Regions from separate parts of the Sus scrofa genome. Here region 2 is linked to region 1. Evidence: chromatin contacts called from public Hi-C data. All regions are on one chromosome and are shown on one strand. Each heading gives the region's core, a stretch centred on a gene start, on an enhancer-like site or on the middle of the called end of the contact. The rest is flanking DNA. Distances are from core to core; before and after follow the strand shown.

Evidence for each region. Hi-C and Micro-C count contacts between places; a contact is called where the count stands out from the background.
Region 2: a Hi-C map of skeletal muscle shows a contact between it and region 1, with 4 times the contacts expected there. The contact joins the promoter of DGKA here to the promoter of GDF11 in region 1. A contact is called at or near these places in 3 of 5 promoter capture datasets (fetal liver, fetal skeletal muscle and liver), 24 of 47 Hi-C or Micro-C datasets (adipose tissue, alveolar macrophages, blood and 14 more) and 2 of 2 datasets of contacts at active chromatin or transcription factors (alveolar macrophages and skeletal muscle).

What each region holds. Positions count from the first base shown.
Region 1 is chr5:21,188,409-21,193,554 of Sscrofa11.1, reverse strand. It overlaps GDF11 (growth differentiation factor 11), which reads right to left and starts at 2,167. Exons shown (of 3, transcript NM_001244310.1): 1 at 1,732-2,167. The coding sequence starts at 2,167.
Region 2 is chr5:21,329,558-21,334,703 of Sscrofa11.1, reverse strand. DGKA (diacylglycerol kinase alpha) reads right to left here and starts at 3,054. Exons shown (of 24, transcript NM_214032.2): 1 at 2,864-3,054.

The DNA of each region.
Region 1 (5,146 bases), core at 918-3,417:
CCCTCCTCCCCAACCCTAGTGTAACTTGCAGTCCCCAAACTGTGCATGCAGCATCTGTTTACTTCCTGCATCCCCATTACCAGGGCTAATTCCAGGCTCAGGCCAACTGGTTAAGGGATGCTAAGGATAGAATGGGCAGGGAAAGTCCACAGCTCCATCACTCATTCTGGAAATTCTCACACACTATATATATACCACATAGACCAGAGTATCCTTTCCTTCTGTACCCTTCATCTTCTTCCAGCAAACTCTTCTTCAGAATTCCTCTACCACTCTCTGGTTTCTAAGTTTGTTAGAATCCCCACCTCCGACCCCTGCCCTCAGTCAATCTCAGACTAACCCTAGCTTCTATGAGGCAGAAGCCTCAAGAAGCAAAAGGAGACTGGGGAACTCACCACCAGATCCCAGGCCTTCCCACCCCCCACCCCAGGTTAATTTCCTAGTCCTTTGGTGTTCTATTCTTTGCAGCCCTGACCAAGTACTGTGGAGTTAGGATCGCAGAAAAATTGGTGGCAGTGTGAGGCACTCAGCCCCCCACATGCACACCTGGGTTCCCAAGCCTCTCCCTTGGGGGTGGGCCACTAGGACTCCCCTCATCCCCGGGTTTTTATGACCCATCTGCCAATAAACCAGTCTCCCCCTCTTCTCTTCAGAGCCATAAAACCAAACAGTTGGGGTGGGGGGGTTTGGCTTTGCCAAACCACTGGGGAATAAGAGAGGGCCTGGTTCCCTGGTTGTTGGAGGTGGTGGGGGGAAGACTTCAGTGGGGGAGGGGAAAAGGGAGTCATCTGATCTTAGGGAGAGCTAGGAGTTGGGGGGGGGCAGTGTTGGCCTGGATTTTCCAGGCCATAAAATTTCAAAGCAGCTCAAGTCTATTAACATGTTCATCTTCCGTTTGGCCAGGGGCTAGGACTCCTGGGTTCCCCCCTCCCTCCCATCTATTTCTTTCTTTTTCTTGCTAGGTCTTTCTCCCTCTCCTCAAGTCTCATTGAGGGTTGGGGCAAGTGAATATGGAATACAACCAACATAGAGGTCTGAGCTGCCCAACGGGTGCCCTTAGCCCCAGTGCAATGAAGTTGAGTTCTCTGAGCTCGGTCAGTACCGAGAAGGCACAGCTTTCACCCGCCCCTTGAGAGACCGAAGGGTCCCAGGTGGAATGGGTGCCAGGGCTGCCGGGAGAGATACAGGGCTCTGGTATCTCTTTCCTAGGATTAGGAGAGGAGCTCTCGGTTCTTCGCAGCCCGGGGGGCGCGTTGCAAAGCCCAAGGTGGTAGAGGTGGAGAGTTGGTGCCACTGGGAGGCGGAGAGCACCGCAGCCTGGCTGGGACTGCCTGGGTCCCGAAGCCTCCGATTCTATTTTTCAGCCTCTCTACCACGGCCTTTCGGCATCGAGTTTCTGCCCCTTCCCCTACAGGCGGACCCCGGCTTTCCCAGTATCCCCCCAAGCCGGGATCTTTTTCGCACATCCCGGCTCGGAGGTGCTATCTCGCAACGCTTTCCTTTTGCCCCCTCACCTCCGGGGACCAAAAGTGCACAGAACTCCGCAGCCCATCTCTACAGCTCGAAAAACTTGTGGAACAGCCCCCCGGCCCCCAATCCGTCAAGTTTTCTCAGAAAAGGCTTTCCGGCCGGAGTAACCCGGAACGCCCCGCTTCGAGCGGCAGGCGCTCACTTTCCCGGAGCGGGAGCGGGAGCCAGCACCCCACCGCTCTTGCCCCGCGGTCCACTTACTCTCCTGGGCCATGCTAATGACAGTCTCGGTGGTGGCGTGGTACTCGTCCTCCTCCAGGAAGTCCTCGGGCTGCAGCGCGTCGCCCTGGAAGTCGTGCAGGTCCAGGATCTGCTGCAGCGGAGGCGCCTTGGGAAGCAGCTGCTTCACCACCTCGCGGCTGATGTTGGGCGCCTCCTTGAGCCGCAGTTTGCTCAAGATCTGCGACTTGATGCTCTCCAGGCGCAGCTCACGGCTATGCTGCCGCCACAAGCACACGGGGCAGCCGTCGGGCTCGGGCGCCACGGACGCGGCCGGCCGGCTCGAGCGCTCCCCCCCGGCCCCCGCCGCCGCCGCCGCCGCCGCCGCCGCCGCGGGGCCCTCGGCCGCCTCCCCCCGGGGCCGCAGCTCCAGGGCGAGGAGCAGGAAGCCCAGCAGCAGCGGGGCCGCGAGCACCATGCTGGAGGGGAGGGGAGGGAGGACTGGGGGGCGGGGACGCCGGAGTCCCGAGGGGAGGGGGCGGAGGGAGGAGGGAGGGAGGAGGAGGGGGTCCGGGCGGCGCGGGATTGGGGGCTGCCCGGCCGAGGGGGGCCGGGGGGCCGGGGGCGGCGGGCGCGCGGGCGGGGCGGGCGGGCGGCCGGGGCGGGCGGCTGGGGGGGCCCGAGCCCGGGCCAGGCCCTTTATAGCCCCGGCCCCCGTGTCGTCAGCGGCCGCGATTGGCTGCGGAGCCAACAAAAGAGGCAGCGCTGTCATCCGAGGCGAGAGAGGGAGCCGGAGAGAGCCGAGGAAAAGAGAGAGAGGGAGGGAGCAAGGGCCCAGAGAGATGGAGAGACAGAGATATAGGGGTGGGGAAGAGGAAGGGAGAGATGGAGAAAGTCAGAATCGGAGACAGAGATAAAGGGGGAAGACACAGAGGAGAGGCGCAGAAATAGAAAGAGGGGGAGGAAGAGGAGAGAGAGAGAAACAAAGGGGAGGATAAGAGTTGGGGGGGAGACACAGACAGAAGAGACTTAAGCAGAGAGACAGAGATAGAGGAGGAAAGTGATGGCATCACTAGTGAAGGAGAGAGGGGAGTCGGAGAGCAGAGGGAGGAGAGAGTGATAGCTAGACAGCTGGAGAGCTAGAGGTCTGCAGATCCAGACCACAGGAGGTCAGGGGTACATGGAGTTGGGAAGAGGGGCTGAAGAACTGAGCCCAGAACCCGGGGGATGAGAGAGGAGAGAAATGTTCCAACAGAGCCTGGGAGGTACCAAGGGAGCCCCAGGGGCAGACCCAGGATCAGGTTCAGGCCGACATAGGCAGATGGAGACTCCTGAAGGAAGGAGAGGCAGCTCAGTGATGAGAGTCAGCCTTGGTGGGAACAGTGAGAACCCAAGAGGGGGAGGAGGTGGAGAATTTGAGCCCAAAGGAGCCCCAGCTACCAGAAGCAGCCCAAGGAAGATGAAGGGGTCTGGAAGATGGAGGGGCAGCATCAGGCTCAGCAGGGGCATCGGGAAGCATGAGATGGATGGATTGGACACGTGGGCTAGCAAGAGAGACAAGGAGAAGAGGCCAGGGGTCAGTCTGAGAAGGTGGAGAGGTGGTGGGGAGCCCAAGAGCAAGACTCAGCACTGGGAAGAGTGTGAACTTGAAATTGAGGCTTGAAAGGGAATAAGGGAGTCAGAAGGCTGGAAAAGGCACGAATCTGGGAGCACTGGGGAAACAGCCGGAGGAAGTAGGGCTGCTGGAGACCATTGTGCTTGCAGAGGAATCTGGACCTCTGGATTCATAGCTGTACTTTGGATTCGCAGGGTCTTAGAAGACTGAGAAGGGGCTTGTAGTTGTAGGGGTGAGGATGAGACAGAGGGCTGCCTTCAGACGCTTTAGTTGGAAATAGCAAATTGCAAGGGGAGAAACCCAGATGTGCGCTAGCTCTAGCCTTCAGATGTAACACTGGGTACAGCCGAGCAGAAGGGGGCCACAGCACTAAAACGCTCCTGAAGTGCTTAACTTCTGGTTTTGGATACCTCTTCCCAGATTTCAGTTTCTCTGGGCTGATTTCCTCCTTTCTTTCTTTCTTTCTTTCTTTCTTTCTTTCTTTCTTTCTTTCTTTCTTTCTTTCTTTCTTTCTTTCTTTCTTTCTTTCTTTCTTTCTTTCTTTCTTTCTTTCTTTCTTTCTTTCTTTCTTTCTCTTTTTTGGCTACTTGCGGCATATGGAGTTCCCCTGGCTAGGGATCAGATCTGATGAAAGAAATGCCTTGGGCTTCTCAGGCAGAAGAGCGGAACACTGGTTTCCTCTTTGGATTAGACGGAACCCTGGGTTGTAAGGACTGAGTTGGGCTGGGGAGTTGGAGTGGAATGAGGGAAGGAACTGGGGATGCAGGTATGAAGGAGGAAGGTTGGATAGGGATGAGGAGGGCCAAGCTGGGGAGCTTTGAAGAGATGATCTGTTCCATGGAGGACGGGAAGTAAGACCCAGCAGAATGGAAGAAAACAGACAAAACCAAAAACTTAGACAGCTAGTTTCTCCAAGACACAAGCACCTCAACATTTCATCAAGTTTCTTCATCTATGACATACACTCACACTGCCTACCCTCAACTGGTTGTGAGGGTTGCATAGCAATCAATCAACAGTGGCTTCTGTTTTAGGGCCACACCTGTGGCATATGGAAGTTCCCAGGCTAGAGACTGAATCGGACCTGCAGCCGCCTGGCCTATGCCACAGCCGCAATAACTCAGGATCTGAGCTGCATCTGCGATCTACACTACAGCTCACAGAGGTGCTGGATCCTTAACCCACTGAGGGAGGCTAGGGGACGAACCTGCATCTTCCTCACGGACACTAGTGGGATTCATTACCACTGCAACACAATGGGAATTTGTCAAAAGTGGCTTTCACAGGCTCCTTTTTCATGATGATTTTTCTTTCCTTTATGAGCTCCCAGAGCAGTGATTATCTTTACCACATATTCTGGCCTTACCTGTTCTCCAAAATATTTCTCTGATGTCATTTCCTCAGAAGAACTGCAAATTCCGGAGTTGCTGCTATGGCCCAATGAAATTAGTGGCATCTCTGGAATACTGGGAGGAGCTGTTTGATCCCTGGCTTGGATCTGATCCCTGGACTGGAAACTCCATATGCTGCAGGGTGGCCAAAAAAGAAAAACGAGTAAAAAATTAAAAAAAGAATTGCAAATTCCTAGAGAGCAGAAGTGGTGTCACCGCTTTCTTCATCAGAAGAAGTGGCCCAGCTGTCACTTCCCTACCAAACATGTAGCTAGTTGTAGCTCTGTAAGAGATGCAACGATAAATAAGATTTAGCCCCCCTTTTCGGCGACAGACCCTAGATAGATGATACCAGCCAAAACTCCAGACCAGATGCCTCCTTGATATCTCCATGTGGACACACCTCAAACATCATTAACCCCTAACCTGGAGTTCCCATTGTGACTAAGCA
Region 2 (5,146 bases), core at 1,805-4,304, 140 kb before region 1:
AGAAAGTGCCAGGAAGAGTGCAAACAAGGGACGAACCGAGAGAGGACACAATATTTCTCTCTTGCCTCTCTTTTCACAATAACCCTTCCTAGCCCCCCTTAAATGGAGTATACAGCAGAGGTTAAGAGAATGGACTTTTGAATTAGATAGCCATGGATTAGAATTCTGTTTCGTAGAGTTATTTCATCTCCCTGAACCTGTTTCCTCATCGGTAAAATGGGTACTGGAGAAATCAGACACAATGTGGGGATTAAAAAAGGTAATAGATGCAATATACTTAGCAAACTGTATGGCACAGAGAAAGTTATAAACATTAGCTTATTAATATTATCATTATTATTATTATTATACAAGGGTGATACCCAGAGAAACACATCTGGAGACCAGGAAAAATGGTGCCTTTGACCAGGAAGGCATAAATTCTAGAGACCCCCAGCAGCAGTGAAGCCCAGTTGCATGCCTCCCCCGTTGTGTCATATCTCAGGCGAAGACATGTAATATCAGGATCCTGTACTTTGCCTCTAGGAGGGTAAGAAGGCGGCTACAGAAACTAGACTGTCAGGGTCCAAGGACATCCCTGGGCTGGGACTTTGGATATAATAAGGCTCCTGGGGGTTCTTTTAGTAGTCCAGGGCCTTAAAAACCTGGAACAAGTCCAATTTTGTCCTGCTCCATCCCAGCCCTGTAGCGATAACCTGGACTAGTCCAGGCAATGCTAGGTCTGGGAGGGTGGGGTCTGTTGCCCGCCCGCCAGCTATTTGTGACTCACCCTTCCCTCCTCTCCCTGCCCGACCCTACCAACTTGGGATGAGACAGTAAGAAGCTGACTTGGAGGCAGAGAATCCTAGAACATCCTCAGAGATGGGAGGCGCCAACTCTCTTATTTTAGCAGAGGAGGAAACTGAGGCCCAGAGAGACAGCCTCTTTCTCAGGGTTACACCCAAACTCTAGACATTCTGTCCTTAGTCCAATCCATTATATCTCAGTGCCTCTGGTCTTCTAGATCTTATTTTAAACATTAAATGCTAAAATTGCTGGTAACCAAGAGATAAATATGATTTCCACAGCCAGTGCTAACATTTAAAGTTTCTTCTTTCACTTCAAGATTCGTTGCTCACATTCCCAGTCATGTAGGTTTAACATTACTCAAAGAATCAGCTATACCCCTAGACACTCAGGCTGACCCAGCGAGGAACCCCAAGGGGCAGGGCCTCCCCTTTGGGGGTCCAGGCCTGATTACCTGGACTTCTGAATCCCTTAACTACCCCAGGGTTTGCAATCCTCCTCTTCCTGAGGATTGGGGGAGGGTCTTTTTTTTTCCTGCCCATCCCTGCTACTAGTCGTTGGCCCCTGAGAAGGAATCATTTGGCTTGAAGCCTTAAAATCTGTTAAGCCTCCACAAGCATCACAGATGGTAGTGTTGCCTGATAAAGGTGGTGGTGTTTGTGTGTGTGTGTAGGGGTGTCATTGTGCAGTACAGGAGGAAGTTACGATGTTGGCATGGTTGGGGGATGTGGGCTTGAACGTTATGAGGTTGAGGAGATGCCCAGCAATATTTGCATTTCTTCCTCAGTAAATCTCATTTCCTCCATTTAAAGGTGAAAAGTGGGATTGAGACCCAGGTAGTTTCAGAAACTTCCCCGTGACAGGTGTGGAAAGGAGAGGGGTGGGAAGTTGGGGACCAGGAGGCCAAACAAGAGCCCTTCTTCACCCGTGCAGCGCTGCGGAGGTTCCAGAACTGACTTTCCTCCGACTCGGGTCCCTAGGAGACAGCTTCAGCATCCGTCCGTTCGACTGGGAGAGATGGAGGGGAAGGTCTGGGGCGGGGGAAAGCTGCCTACCGGGTTCTGGGCCAGCCCTCCCGCTGCCCCCCGCTCCTGGCGCAAACCCTTCTAGCTACCTACTCCAGCTGTCACGCTTCCTCCTTCTCGGCCCAGCAGCCCTACCCCAACCCGTGGGGCGTCCCCTCCCGCGGCCCCTGCCCGCGCCTGCTCCGGTGCGGAAGGGCGGGAGGCAGCGGGGGGCTCGCGGGGGTCTCTACCTTGCCTGCGGAGGGCGCGCGGTCGGAGCTGGAGCGCCGGCGCGGGAGCTGGAGCCCGAGCTGGGCTGGAGGGGACGGGCCAGGCAGACGCGGCCGCCGCGGGGCCGCCCCGCTCCTGACGACACAGCCGCCCGCCCCCCATCCCGGCCGGCCCGCCCGCCCGCCCGCGCCGGTGCCGGGCGCCCCCAACTCCGTGAACTTCTATTTCACTAGACCCGATTCCCCCTTCCCCGAATATCTCCAGGGCTCTGGTCTGTGCCACTTTCTCCACATTCCTGCGCTACTCAGCTTCCCGCCCCCGTAGCAGCTCTGTTTGTATCTTTCCGATCCCCTTCCCCCCCCCAGTCATTCATAGCCTCTCCCCGCATCCCAAACCTGGGAGGCCAAGATAGGGGGCGGGCCAGCTGATGACACACCTTGGCAGTTGCCCACCCACCCAACGACTCACCTTCTCCTTCCTAACTGCTGCCATCAGGGGACTTCCTCTGCATCCACTATGGATTGAATTCATACTCAGGAGATTGGGCAGCAGCAAGGCCAGAGTTCCAGACCGCACATTCTAAGACCAAACACCTCCCTGCCACCATGGGCTCCACAGAGCTTGACACGACTTGAGAGAATCTGCCCACCTTTGCCTCCAGGTTCCTCACCTCCGTTAAACCCAAACTTCAGATGTGTCATATTTGTTTTCCAAGCCAAGGACACCTCCTTCTCTCAAGGCTCAGATTCTTCCCTTAATTCTGGGGTCGAGAATGCTAAAAGCATGCTGGTCTGTGTCAACCCTTTCTCCAGTGCCCCAACCCTCCAGGCAACCCACTTTACCTGCTAGTCTTGGCAGGTGGTGTAGAAAGCCCTGGCCAGAAGTCTGGGTGAAGAGATCCTTTCGGCTCCTCCCGTCTGGTATCTATTCTGGAGTTAAAGCACTTGGAACAGCATGGATACTGGTAAGGCTGGTAGAGCAAGGGAGACAGACAGAGGCCTAGGGACTTACTGGTAGGAACTGAGGACCTAGGCATCCTGTTCCCTGGCCCCGCCCCAACCTTGTCTAACCCCCTCCTACCCTTCAATGAAGTAACATAAGTAACAAAAGCTTGAGCTCCTGGAATCTTCCCTCTTACTCCTGTTAGTGGAAGAGAGGGGGAGGGGAGAGCTCTGATTGGAAGGGTGTGTGTGCCTGTTGCCTGTTGTGTATGTACACACATACAAACACACATATAATATATACATACTTTTGGTGGGGGATGGAGAGAAGGAATGAATACAGGAGGCCCTCTAGTGGAAACAGAGGGATCTAAGCAGTTCTTGACTGTTTCAAGATAGACTTGTTGGAAGAGAATCCTCCATTTTTATCAGAAATACAGCTGCTGAGTAATAGGGTTTGGAAGTATTGTTGTTGCATCTGAACTGGAGTCTGAAGCAGGGGTTAGAGAGGGCCTCTGCTCCTGTCTTCCCTCTAATCTTAAAAAGACAAGGACATTCCCTCTAAAAAGGACCAGGATCCTGCCACTCCCCATCCTTCCTCTCCCCTTCTTATATGACCTCCTTAGTCATAGAATCATAAGTACTTTTGAAGGCTTATTATGCACCAGGTCTGTACTTAGTTCTGCAGGACATCCAAAGACATAGCCCAGCTTAGGGACCGCACCAAAGAGTGGCTTGCTGTGTGTGGCTGTGCGTGTAAGGCCTTCCCACTGTAATCCATCCTAAACAAACATTCAGTAGAAGTAAGAACAGATCCCCTAGCCCCTCTTCCAATCAGTTTTCTGCCGCTGAGCCCCTCACATAGAAATCCTGGAATGATACTAAGCCTTAAGGTACTCAGCTTTCCTTGCAGATAACACTTGCAGTGCTATCACCCTATGTATGACTTGTGTTTCTTACTCCATCATTCTCAGCTGTGTGCCTACATGAAGTTAAGGATGCTCCTTTTAAGATATTTTTTTAGACTTCAAAGTGGGTCATGAGGTGATTTAGTATGGAATAAGTTGGAATCAGTCATACTCTAGACATGTGTCTTCTTTAGGGTCTGGGCTCCATCATACCCCAGTCAGTTATTGGTTGGGGTGGGAGGAAGAAAGGCCAAGAAACATCTAAGGAGGAGGCGTCTAATGCCTACAGTTCCAGGTGCTCATTTCTTTAATCAACCACATCATAAAAATCAGAAAGAAAGAAACCACAATGAACAAAGGGAAAGGAAAAAACAACAGCCTTGTTCTCCCCAGCCTCTTCGTTCCCCTCTTCCTCCTCAGGGTGGTGTGTGTGGGGGGGCACATCCGGAGTTCAGGGTTGGGTCCCAGGCAGGTCTACTAGGCAGACAACTGAGTTTCATTTCCTGTCAACCCCAGAACTGAGGCAGGATGACTGAGGGCATATAGGGGGCCTAGGATTGGGTGGTCAACAGGAGCCACTTTAGGACTGCTTCTTGCAGAAAGGTCCATAGATTAGCCCACTAGTACTAGTACCAGAACTTCTCAGTACAGTAAGGACCAATGCATCCCACTAGTTTTTACAAGCTTCATCTTACTCCTACCTTTAATCATTAGTAACAGGGCTACGGACAGGATACTAAACCCAGCAGGGATGAAGCACATTTGTTGAAAGAGCAGGGGTTAAAGATGGCAGTGTTAGAACACTTGCAATGACTTTGTATTGAATGCAAGTCAGTTTTTAAATGAGTCTTTTTGAGATCTTTTTTTTTTTTTTTTTTTTTGTCTTTTGTTGTTGTTGCTATTTCTTGGGCCGCTCCCGCAGCATATGGAGGTTCCCAGGCTAGGGGTTGAATCGGAGCTCTAGCCACCGGCCTACGCCAGAGCCACAGCAACGCAGGATCCGAGCCGCGTCTGCAACCTACACCACAGCTCACGGCAACGCCGAATCGTTAACCCACTGAGCAAGGGCAGGGACCGAACCTGCAACCTCATGGTTCCTAGTCGGATTCGTTAACCACTGCGCCACGACGGGAACTCCTGAGATCTTCTGAATTGGATCTCTGGTGGGACTCGGGAAGGTGAAGTATGGGAGGGAAGGCAAGCTGTGACCCTAGAAAACTTCTCAAGTTTCATTTCAAAGCTGTAGCAAGTTCCTGGTCAGCCACTGCTCTTAGGA